Regions from separate parts of the Gossypium hirsutum genome. Here region 1 is linked to region 2. The links are chromatin contacts, called in public Hi-C maps. All regions are on one chromosome and are shown on one strand. The core of a region is the stretch at or near the end of the contact, and the rest is flanking DNA. Distances in the headings are between cores, read along the strand shown.

Region 1 (4,254 bases), core at 467-2,966, 57 kb before region 2:
CTAACATCTGTTGCTTTCTTCCCATCCAAACTCCTTGAGAGGTATCCATCACCCTCAACATCTGAATCTACATCCTCAGAAGAAACTCCACCTTTTTTATCGGTACTCTCGTACTCAAGATCTGATGCTTGGGTGGTTTTATTATCATTGATTTCATCTCTACGGATGTTGCTTACAAGTGTAAGCCAGCGCTTGGAAACACAAGCACAGGTACTCCTCTCTTGGCCTCCAGGTAACCGTCTGAAGATTTCAAATAAGCATTCATCGGGGAGGATCTCTATTGAAGGCTTCTTTTGCTCAAACTTCCCTCCAGCGAAAACGAATGGGGAACTGACGCGGCACCTCTTGCAAGGAGGGAAATACACATCCTGGTTAGGGTAAAAAAAGAGACTTGACTCCTTGCGGTTTGGGTAGATTGACCCCCCAGGGCAAAAATCATCACTTCCTGCAAACCAATACAAAGAACAACTATGAGATCAACGAAGCAAATTACAAGAAAACCGAGCTAAAATTTTTGAAAGATGTTTATTGATCAAATAGCACTTGTCTAGGAACCTAAGAACAACATAAGGAGGCTAACAAAGAAACCTAAGAATATTTAACTTTCACACCATACAAGATCTATGAACTAGATGGAGCTTATAACTCAGAAAGTCCATCTCAGATGTAGTCCTGTCCTATGTAACTGAACAAACAACCTACTGCCTAAAAGACAGTCGTCCGAACAGATCCAGTCAGAATAGACCTGATCTACAACCAAAACTCCTTTATTGCTTTCAAGTAGAAAGAATCATTAAACCATAAAAGAAATTAAGGTAAGAAACATCCTCAAAGTTCGTGCATAACATCAAAATCTCTTCACATATTTGACAGTTGAGGGTTAATCTAATAAGTGGCATGAAAAAAAATGAACAATCAGACTTGTGCCAGAGGCACCTAATCTACAACTAGAATCACCTAAAGGCTGCTAATTTTTTCCTCCCTTATCTAACTGAATTAACTAATTTACAACCAAGACTAAAAAATTCCACATTTATCCAGTCAACCAAATACCATGAAACAAAAAATCTTTGCTAAAAGGCTATTAAAACCATCCATGATACTTTTACAATAATGATAAAGACGAGTACCCTAAGTTACCTAAGATATCTCAAAAATCTAAAATTTGTTCATATAAAGAAAAAGGGTATCCACATATAAGACAACAGCTGAGAATTACAAAAAAAAAATAATAATAATAACTAGCAAACATGAAGAGCTTACCACTAAAAGCAAAGAGCTTTGACATGAGTACAGCTCAAAAAACCCCGGGAGGTCAAATATGCACTGTTCCACGCCCAAAAACCCTCCAAAGAGAGACAAAAAAAGAGACCCAAAAAGGAAGAAGGCTAAAACGTCACCGTGTATGGCTTGAATACACGAATGCATGAGAAAGATTGGAGCTTGAAGATGATTGGAACCCTATTAGATAGGGCAAAAAAAAAAAGAGTGAAAGAAAGAAACTGTGGAGAATGAGAAATGAAAGATGAGAGGTAAAGGAAAAAAGGGGTTGGTTTTATGATGAGAGGAGAGAGGCTTGGGTATGTGATAATACACTGGAAAGATGCCCACATGCAATGTATTTGAGCAAAAATGTCGTTTTATTTTTTTTTTTTTTCCTTCAATACTCTCTATCTTCTCCCCCACCACCATTTTCAATACCACTTACCACTTTTTCTTTTGTTGGTTTTTTTATAATTGGCCTTTTTGTTGTTATGCTCCCTTTATTATCTTAAAATTGAGTCTATTTTAATTGGTCCCTTTATTTTACAAGAATTAAGAAGTTAGTCCTCCTACTTTAATTCGTTAAGGTATTTCCCTTTTGCTTTACGAAAATTAATAATAGTTAAATAATTTATATGCAAATCAACAATTCAACTATTTATATTTACGACATCAGTAAAAATAATAATTAAACAAATTATATGAAACAAATTAATAAAAATCACCGATTCAAATTCATGTATTACCATAATTAAACTAACTTCTTGACTTTCGAACTAAATTTTGACAAATAAAATAGGGGGAGTAATTTCTGGATTTTATACTACCATTTATCTTTCTGATCATAGTGAAATTTCAATTATAATCTTACTGTTTTCTTGTTCTCCGATCATAAATTGTCAATTTGAAATATAGATGTCTTTTTTTTCTCTCATAAATCCATGAAAAGTTACTAATATGTGAAGCAATTCCATAGAAATATAGTATTTTGTCTATGCCATATGTTCAACTTTTTTTTAATTGCATAAATGATAGGTATTTTTCCTTATATGATCTATGTTAAGCTTCGGTTTTGTAGGTAGAAACTAAATAACTTATGATATAAATTAAATCATTGTTAAAAATATGATAATTTAAAGTATCAAATTTTATATAAAATAAATTATTGATATTATAATTTTGCGTAAAATATAGGGTTAATATATACTCTTTGGTACATGAGTTTGTCTTTAATTATATTTAATTTGGTACTTAAGTTTTTTCTCCAATTTGGTACTTAAGTTTAGCTTCAATATTCGATACCTAAATTCTTTTAATTTGATGTAATTAAGTACTTGAGTTTGACTTTGATGTTCAATTTGGTACCTGAGCTCTTTTTTTCCCAATTAAGTACCTATGCATTTTTTACTAAAGTGCACGAGTTAAACATTCATTGGATTATATGATTTTGTTTGGTATGGATACCAAATTGAACATTAAAACTAAACTAAGGTGACAAATGATATATTAACCCTAAAATATATAATATAAAAACAACCCAAATATATAAAAGGCTAAAATATGGTTTGAGTCCCTATACTCTTCCTGCATTTTAAATTTAGTCCATCAACTTTTTATTTCCAGGGATTTAGTCCCTCTTCTTTTTAGATTTCAAATTCAAGTCTAATTATTAACACTATTAAAATTATTTTGTTGAATTTGTTTTCGTGACATTTTCAATTTTTAAAAAGAAAAAAACTCATTTGGTAGCCATGTGACAAGAAAATAATGTTGTAATAAACTTAAATTTAATAAAAGAATTGTAATAGTGCTAACAACTGAACTTACGTTTTTAAATTAGAAAAATAAAGAGATTAATTTTTTAAAATAAAAATAAACAAACTAAAATTCTATAAAAAATTAAAGCATATTTTATGGAATTAAAATTTATAAAATTTTGTTTTTAGACGAGAAATAAATACTCTACGTTTAGACCTGTAGTGATTACAAAGGAGAAATATTTTAGGGTAAATTGTAAAAATAGTCACTTTTATTTGCTGCAGATTACATTTTAGTGACTTATGTTTGAAATGTTATATTTTAGTCACTTATGTTATCATTTTGTTACGAAGTGGCTACTCTACTGTTAAACTTCGTTACCTCCCTAATGGCAATCCTACATGGCAGTCCAAATTGGTTAAATATTAGCTTCAATATCCAGTTGCTAGAATGAAAATAGGTTTTTAATTAAATAAATTTAATTTAGACTACCACGTAGGACATCCAAGTTGGCATTTGAAACCCATTTGGACTGTCCCGTAGGACCGTCACGTAGGACCGTCGTTAGGGAGATAATGGAACTTAACGGTAGAGTGACCACTTCGTAACAAAATAATAATGTAAGTGACTAAAACGTAACATTTCAAATATAAGTTATTAAAATATAATATGAAGCAAACAAAAATGACTATTTTTATAGTTTACCTAATATTTTATTATTAGGCATAATTCATTAATTATATAATACTTTTATAAAGGATTCGTCCCAATTCATAGAACTGACTTAATTAAGTAACGTTATCCAACCTTAATTAAGCAACGTTCTGAGTTAAAGCTTTTTTCCGGTCATGCCTTGTTTTTTAAAGCTATACAGCTTTGGGGAACTTTATACAAGAAGAGGGGGGGGGGGGAAGGTAAGAAATAACATTATTACACCTTAAAATGGAAATTTAGCATTTTATTTGAGACAAGAAAGGAAGAGCATGCAAAAATCATTACCAAAAAGTCAAAAAAACATGTTTTCAAACGTGTCAAATTGTTGGGCTGTTATACGTTATCTTGCGCAATTTAGGAATATGAATATACGTTTATCGAACATGCATGATTAAGATAAGAAAGCATTGAAATTTATTGCATGAATATACGTTTATAGAACATGCATGATTAAGATAAGAAAGCATTGAAATTTATTGCATGTTAAAAGGATAAATATAAATATTCTTGAACATGCAT
Region 2 (4,145 bases), core at 1,594-4,093:
AGTTGTACATGATCCATTTTTTAATGAATGCTAAATATTGAAATAAATCATTATTTGAGGCTTGAGTTTGGTAACAACTCTCACATTAGGGCTTGAACATTTTTTAGTCCAAGTTAATTCTTAAACTTGATAATTGTTATTTTATTGGGGCTCAAAATGGGCAATTGCTCCCACATTTAGGCTGAAAGCTATTTTTTTTATCAAAGTTAATCATTGAACTTGACAATTATTCCTATATTGGGGCTTGAACTTGGCAATTTGTTCCTATGTTAGGGCCTAAACTTTAAGGTTTTCAAGGAAATATTAACTTGGAACAAAAAAAGTTTAGGTCCTAATGTGAGAACAGTTTCCAAATTTAAGGACTAGTTTGGATAAAAAGAAATTCAAGCTCTAATATCGAAATAATTACCAAATTTAAACCCGAAAAAAAATAAACCCGAAAATAAAAATGTGTGATAATCAAGCGTGAGGACTTGAAGCATAGTGACATAAGTAATCATTTTATCAAAGCAAATGTTTTATTTTTTTAAAAAAAAAAGAAACTATTTTATCACAAAATGATCAAGAGAAATCCGGTCACATATGACCGAAGAAAAAGAGCCACACACTTCCAATAAAAAGAAGCCTAATACAACTTTGCATGGAAGGTCCCAATCGAACTAGATGAAAATATCTTAAATGGTCTAGCTAATAAGATCTTTCTATTGTTGACAAAGGTTAAATATTGATATTAAGTATTCATGTTTAAATCTCATCATATGTGATTATTATATATTAACTTCTAATTCTAACTTATATAGTTGGAAGGTGTATATTTGATCCAAATTATTTTAATTATTTTCTATCTGTGTTATAATGTTTTCTTTCTACTTTAAAATTGTTTGAACATGTATTTATAATTATATTATAAATATGATCACTCTATATTTATATAAAATAAAAGCCACATATGACAAAACCAACAAGGCCACAAGTAACCTACAAAACATGACAAAGATCAAGATACACAAAAATGAAACTAATAAAACCCAATCCACAGTCTTTATCTCAAAGAAAAAGCAAGGAAGAAGCAGCTCTCATCTGAGGTCGGCTGATGATGGTGGTAACTGAAAACGCTTTCATGACAGTCAATAAATTTTACACATCCATATCCAAATTTTATTTATAGCTCATCACATGCCTAGCATCTTCTTCGCTTAAACATAACCTGGTGAGCTCTAGCATGGTCGAATTAGGATCGGGTTACTCTTTTTTTTTTTTTGTCTCTCCTTGATCCCAAAGAAAAAATTCATGATCCGGCCTGACTTGCCAAGTTATAAAGTGAAAACATAATTCGAAATTATTAATATTTTTGAATATTCACAAATTCTCAAAGTTTTGTTACTTTTAAATATATTTCTACGAATTTAAATTTCCAATAACACATATAAAAAAGTTATATCAATTGAAGATTCATGGATACCTAAAATAAATATTGATGCAACTTAATGGTGGGGTGATCATGACCAAAAAAGAAAAAGTCACATAATACCAAGATTGGGTAAAACATCAGTTTCATGTTTAAGGGTTTGTTGACGATGTAAGTAATGCGATGGTTGTTAAATTATGGTTTCATCAAAGCTCTGCTTCGTGGAATCAGCATTTTCAAATGCTCGAAAATGGTACCAATCGGAGTTATTTAGAAGTAGAAAAAGAGGGTTGTTAAATTATGGATTGAGTTTTAATATAATTGACACAGACGATTATAATTGTAATAGTCAATAAATTTATTTTTCTTTCAAATTAAATATTTAAAAAGATTATAAATAGAAATAAGACTTATGTACAGAACAACCTAAAAATAAAGAGAAGTTAAACAGGTTTTTGACACACAATTCCAAAATTTTCACTTAAAACTTCGAAAAATCATCATCTATCGGAAAGCTAGTCAAATTGTAATTTTGACTCCTCAATTATATTCAAATTATTTTAATTTGATATAATAACTATAATAAATAAAAATAAAACTTAAATTTAAAGTCTTGAAAATCATAATGTCTCAATCTTACTATTGAGTCAGGAGTTTATTGGCAATTAAACCAAATAATTAACACTCTTAAGTATTAAGATAGAAATTTTGAGATGATTTTTTTCCCTTAAAATATGATTTTAAAGTAACTAATTAGATAATAGTATTAATTATTTAAAGTAATTAATGATATTATAAAAATATATATAACAATTAAATTCCAAATTTAAATATAATAAAAAATCTAAATTATAATTAGATTGAAAAACTGCATACTTACCTTTAATGATAAAAAGTTATGTATTTGATACATTGACGTAAACAATATTAAAAAAAATACGTGCCTATTTTCTAAATATATATATATCAATAATTTATTATATCTCTAAGGGTGAAGTCATAAATTTTTGTTAGGAAAGACTAAAATTAAATTATACTTTTTACGATAATAAAAATATAATTTTTAAAGGATTAAATTAAAAATTTATTATTTTTAAAGAAATCAAAAAATAATTTTATATTTATTAATTTAAAATTTTAAAGGTTCAATTTCCATTATAGGAAGAGACTATTCAATTTCCATTATAGGAAGAGACTGACCCCCTACCAACCACCCTAAAAATTCATCCTGTATATCTGTATAGAATACCTATCCATCCTTTAACCAAAAGAAATATTGGGCGAATGAATGGCAATGGGAATATTGGTGTGATAATTTTCATTTTATTCATTGTGTGATAAAATAAATATAATAAATAAATGTCTTGTCTTATATGAGTGTGAAAAGGCAACTAATATTCATCCAAATTAAACATAGATGTTGAAATAATCCAAGACCCAAAAGACACCGAGTCTCTCACGAAGTTATTGCAAAGCTTTCGGTAACAGTGTAGACTGAGCCAAAGTAATCAACCACCACGTTACTTTCGCCATAAATCTGTTGTTCCTAAGAGCTGACAAGCGGCAGCTAATCCTATAATCAACCCCCACTAATAATTAAAGATGCACCCTTTTTATCTAAATTTCCGAATTTTCATTCCAATTAATTCTAAATTTATTTCAATTCGATTTAATCATAAAAATTAATAATCATAGAATGTATCATTATGTTTTAGGTTTAGTTATACGTTCTAAAAATTTCAAAGGGTTCAATCAAAACTTTTAGAAAATTTAAAGATTTAATTAGAATTTTCAAAAAAAATTAGGATTATTAATAAGATTTTTAAAAAATATTAAAAGGATCAATGAGTATTTCGAAAATTTTAGAGAGTTTAATTGAAATCTTTAATACTTTTTAAAGGCTCAATTAGATTTTTTTTTTGAAATTAGGACTTAATTAAAATTTTAAAAATATAATTAACTTTTTCCAAAGTTTTGGGGGTGGGAGGGACCAAAGCCCCTTCTGCCTCTAAGGAGATTTCCTAAAAGTTAATAATCTAAAACAATTTAATCGAAACTCGGACAAATAAGTTAAAATTATTTGAATATAATGTGATTAATTAGAACTCAAAATACATTGAAATTATAATAATTCAACATTTAAATTTAAATGATCCAAAACATTTTGATTTACACAAAGTAGAAATGATTCTAAAATTTTAAAAATTAAAATTGAGGGAATTGAAAATCAATCCAATCTATTTACCCATGGCTATGGTAGATTTAAGATAAAATAAACCAACCCTTTAAATTAAAGCAAAACCCAATTCAAAGTCTTGGGAGAAAAATAAATGGTTTTTGCTACTTTTTACTACTTTGCTGTCATAATCTACAATAACTGAATAACTTTTTCTTGCTATTAAAAGTTGCAAAATTATGAAAGAATTAATTTATGAAAATTGCGAGTTTTTATATTTTTTATTATCCGTTTGTCTTATTATTTGACCAATATATCTTAATTATTTATTTAATTTTTTTTTTTAGTTTTAAGCAGCAAATCTCGAAAATATAACTGAAAATAAGATTATTTCAGGTAAGGATAATTTTAAAGAATGCTAGTTTTGGGTTATTTAAAATCTAAGTAAGGATTATTTTGAAGACCTTTTAACATGATTAAGTTTTCTTATTAAAGATATTTGTTTCCTTTAGAAGATTACAACAAGAAGATCTAGATAAGTTTATTCCATATTGAAGGCTA

The links. Hi-C and Micro-C count contacts between places; a contact is called where the count stands out from the background.
Region 1: a Hi-C map of leaf shows a contact between it and region 2, with 2.3 times the contacts expected there. The contact joins the promoter of LOC107961679 here to the enhancer-like site in region 2. A contact is called at or near these places in 8 of 34 Hi-C or Micro-C datasets (anther, callus, hypocotyl and 2 more).

The regions. Positions count from the first base shown.
Region 1 is chrA06:37,325,464-37,329,717 of Gossypium_hirsutum_v2.1, reverse strand. LOC107961679 (EIN3-binding F-box protein 1) reads right to left here and starts at 1,716. Exons shown (of 2, transcript XM_016897757.2): 1 at 1,264-1,716; 2 at 1-445. The coding sequence starts at 1,288.
Region 2 is chrA06:37,269,344-37,273,488 of Gossypium_hirsutum_v2.1, reverse strand. No RefSeq gene overlaps it. Among protein-coding and RNA genes, the nearest start is that of LOC121231489, 13 kb to the left of the region's middle. Within about 2 kb of position 2,843, at least 1 of the 9 cell types and tissues checked has an H3K27ac peak or open chromatin away from gene starts, as enhancers often do. A contact at or near this core is called in leaf, where this site is marked.